2 separate regions of the Zea mays genome follow, and region 2 is linked to region 1. A link is a contact called in public Hi-C data. All regions are on one chromosome and are shown on one strand. The core of a region is the stretch at or near the end of the contact, and the rest is flanking DNA. Distances in the headings are between cores, read along the strand shown. Region 1 holds the start of LOC100193038. Region 2 holds the start of LOC100193362 (acyl-CoA-binding protein).

The links. A called contact is a pair of places that touch in the nucleus more often than the background predicts.
Region 2: a Hi-C map of leaf shows a contact between it and region 1, with 9 times the contacts expected there. The contact joins the promoter of LOC100193362 here to the promoter of LOC100193038 in region 1. A contact is called at or near these places in 10 of 25 Hi-C or Micro-C datasets (bundle sheath, ear, endosperm and 3 more) and 1 of 3 datasets of contacts at active chromatin or transcription factors (leaf).

What each region holds. Positions count from the first base shown.
Region 1 is chr10:77,461,245-77,465,727 of Zm-B73-REFERENCE-NAM-5.0, reverse strand. It overlaps LOC100193038, which reads left to right and starts at 2,313. Exons shown (of 2, transcript NM_001358595.1): 1 at 2,313-2,480; 2 at 3,989-4,483. The coding sequence starts at 2,478.
Region 2 is chr10:77,637,654-77,642,139 of Zm-B73-REFERENCE-NAM-5.0, reverse strand. LOC100193362 (acyl-CoA-binding protein) reads right to left here and starts at 2,669. Exons shown (of 4, transcript NM_001309876.1): 1 at 2,550-2,669; 2 at 1,844-1,961; 3 at 834-896; 4 at 291-689. The coding sequence starts at 2,561. The coding sequence ends at 613.

The DNA of each region.
Region 1 (4,483 bases), core at 1,064-3,563:
AGGTCCCTCTCGGCAGGGGCGGACCCACGAGGGGTCCAGGTGGGCCATTTGCACACCCTAAGCTAGGCCCACCCAGACCTCAGCCCAGACGTATGTTTGTCTTCTGGTGTGAGCAGGCGAGCAGGGGCACGAGGCACGATGGTTCGTCTTCGTTCTTCAACTATCTGTCCGCCAACCGTCGACTGTGATGTGAGTTCGAGCGACAACGACATATCCCGTGTCTCACGCCCTGCTCCTTGTGATCGCCGACGCCGAGAGTCGAGACTACCGCACCCCTGCCCCTTGGCTGTAGCGCCAGGCCGCCAGTCGCCGCTGCCTTGGCAAGTTGGTCTAGCCTGAGGGCTAAGGTTCGTTCATGCCACTGTATCATTGCTCTCCATTTGTGTTGGCTATCACTATAAAAAATATGAACCCTATGTTTAATCCTTAATTTTTAGTTTTTTATTGTCATGGATTTGTAAACACTAGTTGCTAGTTTTAATGTAAATACGTAATTATTAATATATACTACAAGTCTGCAGTGTAGATATACTATTTTATATCTATATATCGAACTGTTTACCAAATTTATTCCAAATTATATACATTAGATAGAATTTGGGATAAATTTTTTATTGTGGCACACCCTATATAAAAATCCTAGCTAGGGCCGCCACTGCCTTCCGGAAGACGAGATCTAGATCTGCTGCGAAGAAGATGACCCTTTGCGCTGACTATCGTGGACGGTCCGAGACTCAGACATTAACCGTTCGGACGTGTGCAGAGGAGGAGCCGCTCCTATGTCTAGGTCACAGACGGTCCGGTCTAAAACTACATACCGTCTTTGTAAGAGGACACCGCCAACACCAACATTTCTTTGCCTATCTACGTTTTACCCCGATTGAGAGACGAGAGGTAGAAAATGACAGAGATGCCTAGAAAGTGACATGGACTAGCGGGATTAACCTGAGAACCGAGTTATAACGGATTCAGACCTCCACCCTTTACATAGATGAAGGGGTACGACCGATTCAGGCCTCCACAATCGATTCAATCAACTCTACTTATCGTTTTAACTTATGCATTAGGAGTAGTTCTTAGTTTAGCCTTCCTCTACCTCGAATTTTCACCTCTCTTCAGCTCTAAGTCGACTAGAGGCATCTTAGGTGGTATGTCGACGCCAAGACACACTCTAGGATCTTTTCTCCACGATAGGGTCCCTCCCGGCAGGGGCGAACCCACGAGGGGGTCCAGGTGGGCCATGGCACACCCTAAGCTAGGCCGACCCAGACCCCAGCCAAAACGTCTGTTTGTCTTCTGGTGTGAGCAGGCGAGCAGGGGCACCGGGCACGATGGTTTGTCTTCGTTCTTCAACTATCTGTCCGCCAGCCGTCGATTGTGATGTGAGTTCGAGCGACAACAACATATCTCGTGTCTCACGCCCTGCTCTTTGTGATAGTCGACGCCGAGAGTCAAGACTGTCGCGCCCCTGCCCCTTGGATGTAGCGCCAGGCCGCCAGTCGTCGCCGCCTTGGCAAGTTGGTCTGGCCTGAGGGCTAAGGTTCGTTCATGTCACTGTATTAGTGCTCTCCATTTGTGTCGACTATCACTATAAAAAATATGAACCCTATGTTTAATCCTTAATTTTCAGTTTTTTAATGTCACGAATTTGTAAACACTAGTTGCTAGTTTTTATGTTTAATCCTTAATTTACAGTTTTTTAATGTCACGGATTTGTAAACACTAGTTGCTAGTTTTTAATGTAAATGCGTAATTATTAATATATACTGCAAGTATGCAATATAGGTATACTATTTTATATCTATATATCAAACTATTTACCAAATTTACTCTAAAATTATATACATTAGATAGAATTTGGGATAAAATTTTTATTATGGTACATCCTATATAAAAATCCTAGGTCCACTACTGTTTCCTGGAAGACGAGATCTAAATCTGCTACGAAAAATACGACTCTCTGCGCTATTGTAGACGGTTCGAGTCTCAGACGTGGATGAGGAGCCGCTCCAACGTCTAGGTCATAAACCGTTCAGTCTAAAACCACGTAGCGTCCGCGTATCCGCAGATGACAGCGTCAACACGAGCATTGCTTGCCCTATCTACGTTTTACTACCTCGATCGAGAGACGAGAGGTAGAAAATGACAGAGATGCCCGCGGCAGTTGCAGAGCATGCACGCTCCCACGCGGCCAGCGTGCGACGAATTCTTTGGTTCCGCAGGCCTGGAGCCTTGTGTGGGCTACTCTTGCTCCATCACCTACGGATGTAGGAATACCAACCATGCCACTGCCAGATCTCCTCTCCTCTCCACTGAGGACTCTGACCAGTGGGACTAGGATATTCCTTCTTCTTCACCCACGACTCCGCCTTCCTAGTTCTTGGGCGGCCGGTGAGGACGAACACGGACTCGCGCTCTCGCTCGCGCCATCGGAGGAAAGGAGATCCACTCGGAGCATGCGGGCCGCCGCGCGGTAGATGGTGAGCGCTCTTGGTTTTCCCCCCCTTCTGATTCTGCTCTGCAGATATGGGGTCATTCATTGGGGTTCCCCGCTGGCCCGCTCCGTCATGCCACTTCTCACGCTTGGAGGACTGCCTTCCTTCCTCGATGGCGTGACGGCTCAGGGCTACAGATCACTGCTCCCTCTCCACCTACGGCGCTAAGCCCAAACCCCGATCGACCCGCTTCGTCAAAACCCACGCCGTTTTCCCCTCATCGATCTCCTCGCTGGGACCCAATTCCACTTCCAACCGGCCGTCTCCTACCAGTACCGCCTGCGCCTCCCTGGACCCGTTCCGTCTGATTCCCCACCGCTGCTTCGTCGTCAACATACTTCTCAGCCAATAGGTGCACATCTTCCTACTTCGATGCGAATCCTACTCTGGATTCAAGTCAGGTCCAGTTTGAAAGTGACAAGAAGCTGCTCTAGTTCCACGCATCTTCGCCGCCCCATCATTGCCACCCGCAAGCGGCAAGCCCAACGGTTTCCAACCCAACCGGAGTGATCAATCCTTCTACTCTACTCTACTCAGTGGAGTAGTATAGTAAGTATGGTCAACCTCAGTTCATTGCGCTAGGCGCAATAAATTCTCTGTGCTATGCACGGATTATATTTCATCGCTAGTATATCCATGATTTATAAATTCTTGGTCCCATTATTTTCTCTTTGTTAACGCTTCATTTGTGCCTTAATTTAAGTAGCTAAGGATATTCTAACCTAATGTAATGTACGGTCTCATTCCAGGTGCCTAAGACTGTCTCCGGTAGACAGTAGACTGTCTCCGGTAGACAGTGTAAAATAGGGGACACATTTAATAGACTCAGATGGACCCACAAGTCAGAGACTCTGAGCTAATTATAAATGAAGAGACAATCTTTACAGTGGCAAAAATACAATTCTTCATTTTGTGGCATTGTACCAACATCTTGGCTGTCCTGTCCTTTTTGTCGATGCCCCTTTTCATACTGGAGTTCGTGTGCTAATTTACTTAACTCCGTTCCTCATTTTTTTTTGCACTCTAGTTGTTTAATCGCCCTTCAGCCTTCAAGACACATATAAATGACTAGAGCCTCATTATTCCCAAATCCCAATGAACATAGTATCATTCATAAGTCAGAATCCAATTTTTCAGATTGTTATATAGAAGCAAGAGATCATCTGCACGTTCCATGCAAAAGTGAATGGTATCGATTTGATGCCCCCCCCCCCCCCCCCCCCCCCCACACACACACAGTATCAGTGGTTGGTTCTACTGAGCCAGCGTACTTCCCCACATTGTCCAAAATAATATTTATTTTCACTGGATTTGTGTTCTGACTATTACTAGTGCCCAATGTTCTACATGACCATACATTCAGAGCATAGTATTTCAGAGTACCATATAATGTGTACACAATAAACCACTCGCATACTCAATGGAGAATTTGAAGACATTGATGAACAACCATATGCTTGCTTATGTCTGACTATTTGGCTTACCAACTGCAGAAACTGAGGAACACGGCAATAACACGAGCAAATTCAGCTTGTCTTCCAATGGGGGATCGTGTTGGTGTCAAGTACAACAGCATCAATGAGGCTGAAGAGCATAAGGGAGGGCATGGCATCCCCAAGGTTTCCATGATACCCCTCATATTCCTCATATTTTATGAAGTTTCAGGGGGTCCCTTTGGGATTGAGGATAGTGTCAAGGCTGCTGGGCCACTACTGGCAATTTTGGGCTTTCTTCTGTTTGCACTCATATGGAGCGTTCCAGAAGCTCTAATCACTGCTGAGATGGGCACTATGTTCCCCGAGAATGGTGGTTATGTTGTCTGGGTTTCTTCAGCTCTTGGTCCGTTCTGGGGTTTTCAGCAAGGTTGGGCAAAGTGGCTCAGCGGTGTCATAGATAATGCCCTCTATCCAGTCCTATTTCTGGACTATGTCAAGTCCAGTGTTCCAGCTCTTGGAGGTGGGCTCCCAAGGACCTTAGCGGTGCTTATC
Region 2 (4,486 bases), core at 1,420-3,919, 180 kb before region 1:
TTAGCTATCTCTTTTATCTTTCTCTTTCTCTTGCTTGGTACAGTTGTAAAAACATATCTGTATTTTCATCCATTTGGAAAAAAAAAAAACAAAACTGAAAGCCAAAAGCAGGCTACGGGAAAGCGCCAGCTTTTGAAAAACCAGCTTCGGATTCTAACCGCTTGGTTGAGTTTCCACGTTTTAACAGTAGAAACACTTTCAAAAAGCTATAGAGACAAAAACATTGTGAAAACAGTAGAAGCCAAACTAGCCTGTAAAACGAAACACAGCCTCAGATATCACACAGACAGATATCATAATTTAGAAGACTCAAGTCTTCACAGATAGATAGATAGATGGATAACACTGGTAACCAGTTACATAAACAGGTACATGGTACATAAACCAGTTACATAGATAGATAGATGGATATCATCATTATGGCCCTTTATTTTCCCTCTACTTTAATATATGGGTGCGCAGTCCTCCTGCGCTCTTTCGAAAAAAAAAAAAGTTACATAAACAGGTACATGGTTCACAGATCCCCAATGGATCGAATGATATACTTCTAATGAGGAAATGGCACAAAGCTCATCTGACAAATAGCTGTTTGGCAACACTATTAAGAGACTTTTAAGAGGCGGCAGCCTCCTCCTGGAGCTGCTTCACCTTGGTGATGTAGTCATTCATCGCCTCATCCTTCGATTTGCCTGCCAAGATCTCAAGAGTCTGAGCAAGAAGTACTGTAATACCTTGTGATGCTATTGGAATAGATACATCCATGTAGAACACTAGTATTGTGGTAAAAAAAATTTAAACAGCCCAAAATACAACGATCAGATGAGTGTATGAACCTTCAACAGCCTTCCAGGCATCCCACTTGGCCCTGTCCTTTTGGTAGAATATGCCCGGACGATCTTCAAAAGTTTATTAACGAACAAACATGTAAGCACAGCTGTGTTAAAAAATATATACTATTGTAAACAGAAAAGATGCGCAGATAAGTTTTTCAACAGACACTATCATGGTCCCATGAGTTAATGGCAACTGGTCGAACAGACTAGAGGTTCATTTAGTACAACGCAAACAGAGCATAATCATGACTTGGTTACAACTGACATATGGAAGAAAAAACACATTTGAGTGTTTTGAACTATATAATGATATGAACATTACATTTTTTTAACTCTATGTTAAGTTACTCAGCCAAACCCTATGAACCTGAATTTACCATTCAACTGCATCTCGGTGCAGCAAATTTCATCAGTAAATAGATGTTGCAGGACAGAGCATAGAAATCTACAATTCAGTATTAGTTGAACCCCAAGAGGTTGGTCAACATCTAATACATCCCTGTTCCATTACTGCTGAACTTCTGTTGCTATGTACTACATAAACAAGCCCTAGAATCATGGTCAAAATTTGTTGTCCAAACTTGGGAAGAAATAAAAAGATATTACAGTAAATATGTTCATCTTATTCTTTATAATACCGTCTTGTTTGCTTACTAGGATTTTGCCCGCATTTTATATTCTTAGGATTTCCCCCTATTTTATATTTTATCACGGATTCACAATACATATTCACCACTGTTCAGATTTCTAAATTAAATCGTTAAACTTCAAAAGCAAACTAGCAGGCCCTGCTGTTTAATTTATACAGAGGAAGCAAATCGTCAACCTTTCAGGGAATTCGTATTATGACACATAAAGTTATTAAACACTATCCATGCTAGGAATAGTTTTGAGCCATGACACTTAAATTGAATTAGGTTTCTGCAAACCAAGAGCTTCATCCACACACCAAACTTAGAAAGGGAACTGAAAAGAAGAGAACAAAATTAGCTGCGTGATTACATACTAACCGGTATTCACATCTCCAACCGTGGCTTGCTTGTAGAGCCCGTAGAGGATCAGCTTGTTCTCATTGCTCGTGCTCTCAGGCAAGGTCTTTGCCTTCTCAGCATGCTCCTCAAATTCCTCCTGCAACAGAGATACAGCTCATATTCCTAGGGGACCACGATTGCAATACTATGCTAAACTATTTCACAAGGTAAATCTTTCATGCAAACCATTTTAAGCAATCCAGACTTTGACCCACGCGCTTCGCCACTCTATTTCTCTATAGAATTATATGGAAAACCGATAAGTCGCAAAATACTTAAAACAAACGGGGAATTTTCCATCTTACATCCAAAGGCATGATGAACCGCTCGAGAGTTAGGGCGGCGCAAAAGCATTGGATCCCCTCTTAAGCATGAACATAAAGGGTACAAAGAGCCAACAGTCTGAATCCACCAGATCTTGGCTACGCATACAAATCTAGATGGAAAATAAGACCACGCAGCAGCGGATTTGAAGTCTAGATCGTTTCTCTGGAGAACCTAAAAACGAACCTCGTATAGACACTACTGTGGGTTGGGGTACAGTGCAAGAATCGAAACGGAACTGGAGATTCAGAACCAAATGGAAACAAAGAACCAGTCTTGGTGACCATCAGATGAATAAACGTTCGATCTTCAACAAGCGAGTAGCAGAATATGGCGATTTAGAGAGTGATGAGCCGTGTACCTGCAGACCCATGGCTTGGTTTCAGGATTGTTTTCCTTCGGCCTGGTCTCTTCTCGGTTTTAACGACGACGACTGGCGACTAGATCGGATCCACTTGTTATATAGAGCGATACTGGAGTCATTATGCAGTGAGAAACCCCCTGTTTCCAGATTTAATTATGCAGGAGCCCCTGTGTTGAGCAAAGTTTTGAAGATGGTCCTTGAATAATTGTAGATTTTTTTTAAAAAAAAGACAATGTCAGTAATGATAAGTTAGGAAAAGGACAAAATTATTAGTGTTACAGGTTACCGTAGTAGATCGTGTAAAATAGAAATTTTGCATTGTAGATTACACTGTTTATAAAATAAAATTCGAAATAAGAAATGAGATAAGTGGTGAAATATGATAGCTGTTGTAGACCTAAGGTGCCTTTGGAATATGAAAGTTTTCTCTATTTCTTGAGTTTACTACTATGAAAATCAATTGATTTTAAAAAAATTCTGGATACGTTTTAGAGGGTCCTTAGCTTCATTCACGGATGCACCAGAAAAGGTCTATGAGAGAATGAGGAAGCATCGCTGATTCAGTGACACTGTGACAGTAGTGTGCATCAGTTCCACAGTAAACTGCTTGTACATGGAGGCAATGAAAGATAGGACCTGACCTCTAATCAATACTCATAATTGGAAAAGTGAAGGTATATGTTTGGTAGAGATTTATTACCGGAAACAAATTAATATAGATCTGGAATTCAATATAGAGCAGTTTTTTTTTACAGTAACACAGAGCAGTTTTACCATGGATCTAAGATCCATCCTGGACCTGAGAAAACTGTTTAACTAACGTAGCATTCATCACGAACAGAGGAGCAGCCAGAAGCTTCTACTCCTACCCAAACCCCAACAGTTCATCAGTTCAATAGGGATCTGGGCGAGCATTTCAACTCAAGACAAACACGAATAGCAGTTAGCTGTGTTTTTTTACCTATGTATGGTCCATGGGCCATGGCCATCCGGTCCCAAAAAGATGAGAATGAGATGCTGGTGAGCATAGCAGGCGGACCAGCATGGGAGTAGGATGCTTCGAAGCTGGTGGCAGTAGGATATGCTCGCTCGGATGGAACCGCCCAAGTGGGCAAATTAATAAATGGCTGTGAAATATATGATGCTCTAAAAAGACCAAACTAGATGCCAGTTCCATGCCAGCGTCCCCCATTCTACGGTTGCGACCAAATTAAGCGTTATTCGATCTACTGGAAAAAAAAGGCAGGTGTTTTTTTATAACAAAATCAGAATATAAAACATGACAATCTCAATTATCAAACAACATGAATACAAACACAGAAATTTCCGCGTGGGACATGTAATTGGCTTCAACACACCGCTAACTTGAATTTTTGGCTGAGTACCATTATGAAAACAAGATCTTTGACGGTAGCACACGATCCCTATTAAGATACCATTTTCACTAGAAATCTAGAATTTAAGAGAGAACATTTTTCAAAATGGAAATGGTTGTTCGTGACCTTGTCCTCTCCATTGCAGCGCTTCCTCTCCGCATCCCATTCTCGTCTATGAAACCTGCCATTCTCAATCTCACTAAGAACAAAATCCTAGAGGACGTCAAAATGTCATCACAAATAGGGATGAAGCATGGGGTCATCATCGAAGGTCTTGAATATGTCATGGGTACTCGAAGGTGTAGGACTGGTAAGACGACCAGAGGGGGTGAATGGGAGTTAATCAGATTTTTGTCTCTAAACACTGAAAATTAACACTTTACTTCAATTGAGATGAAACAAGTGCTCAAACCATAAACACATCAGCGAACGAGTGATCTTATGATTACAAAACGTTCCTAATACTCACATGAGACCAGCAAAACAAACAAATCGCAAATCAGACACCAAAAAGTCCAAAACGGACCAATACAGTATCGTCAACAAGAGTTGTTTTCA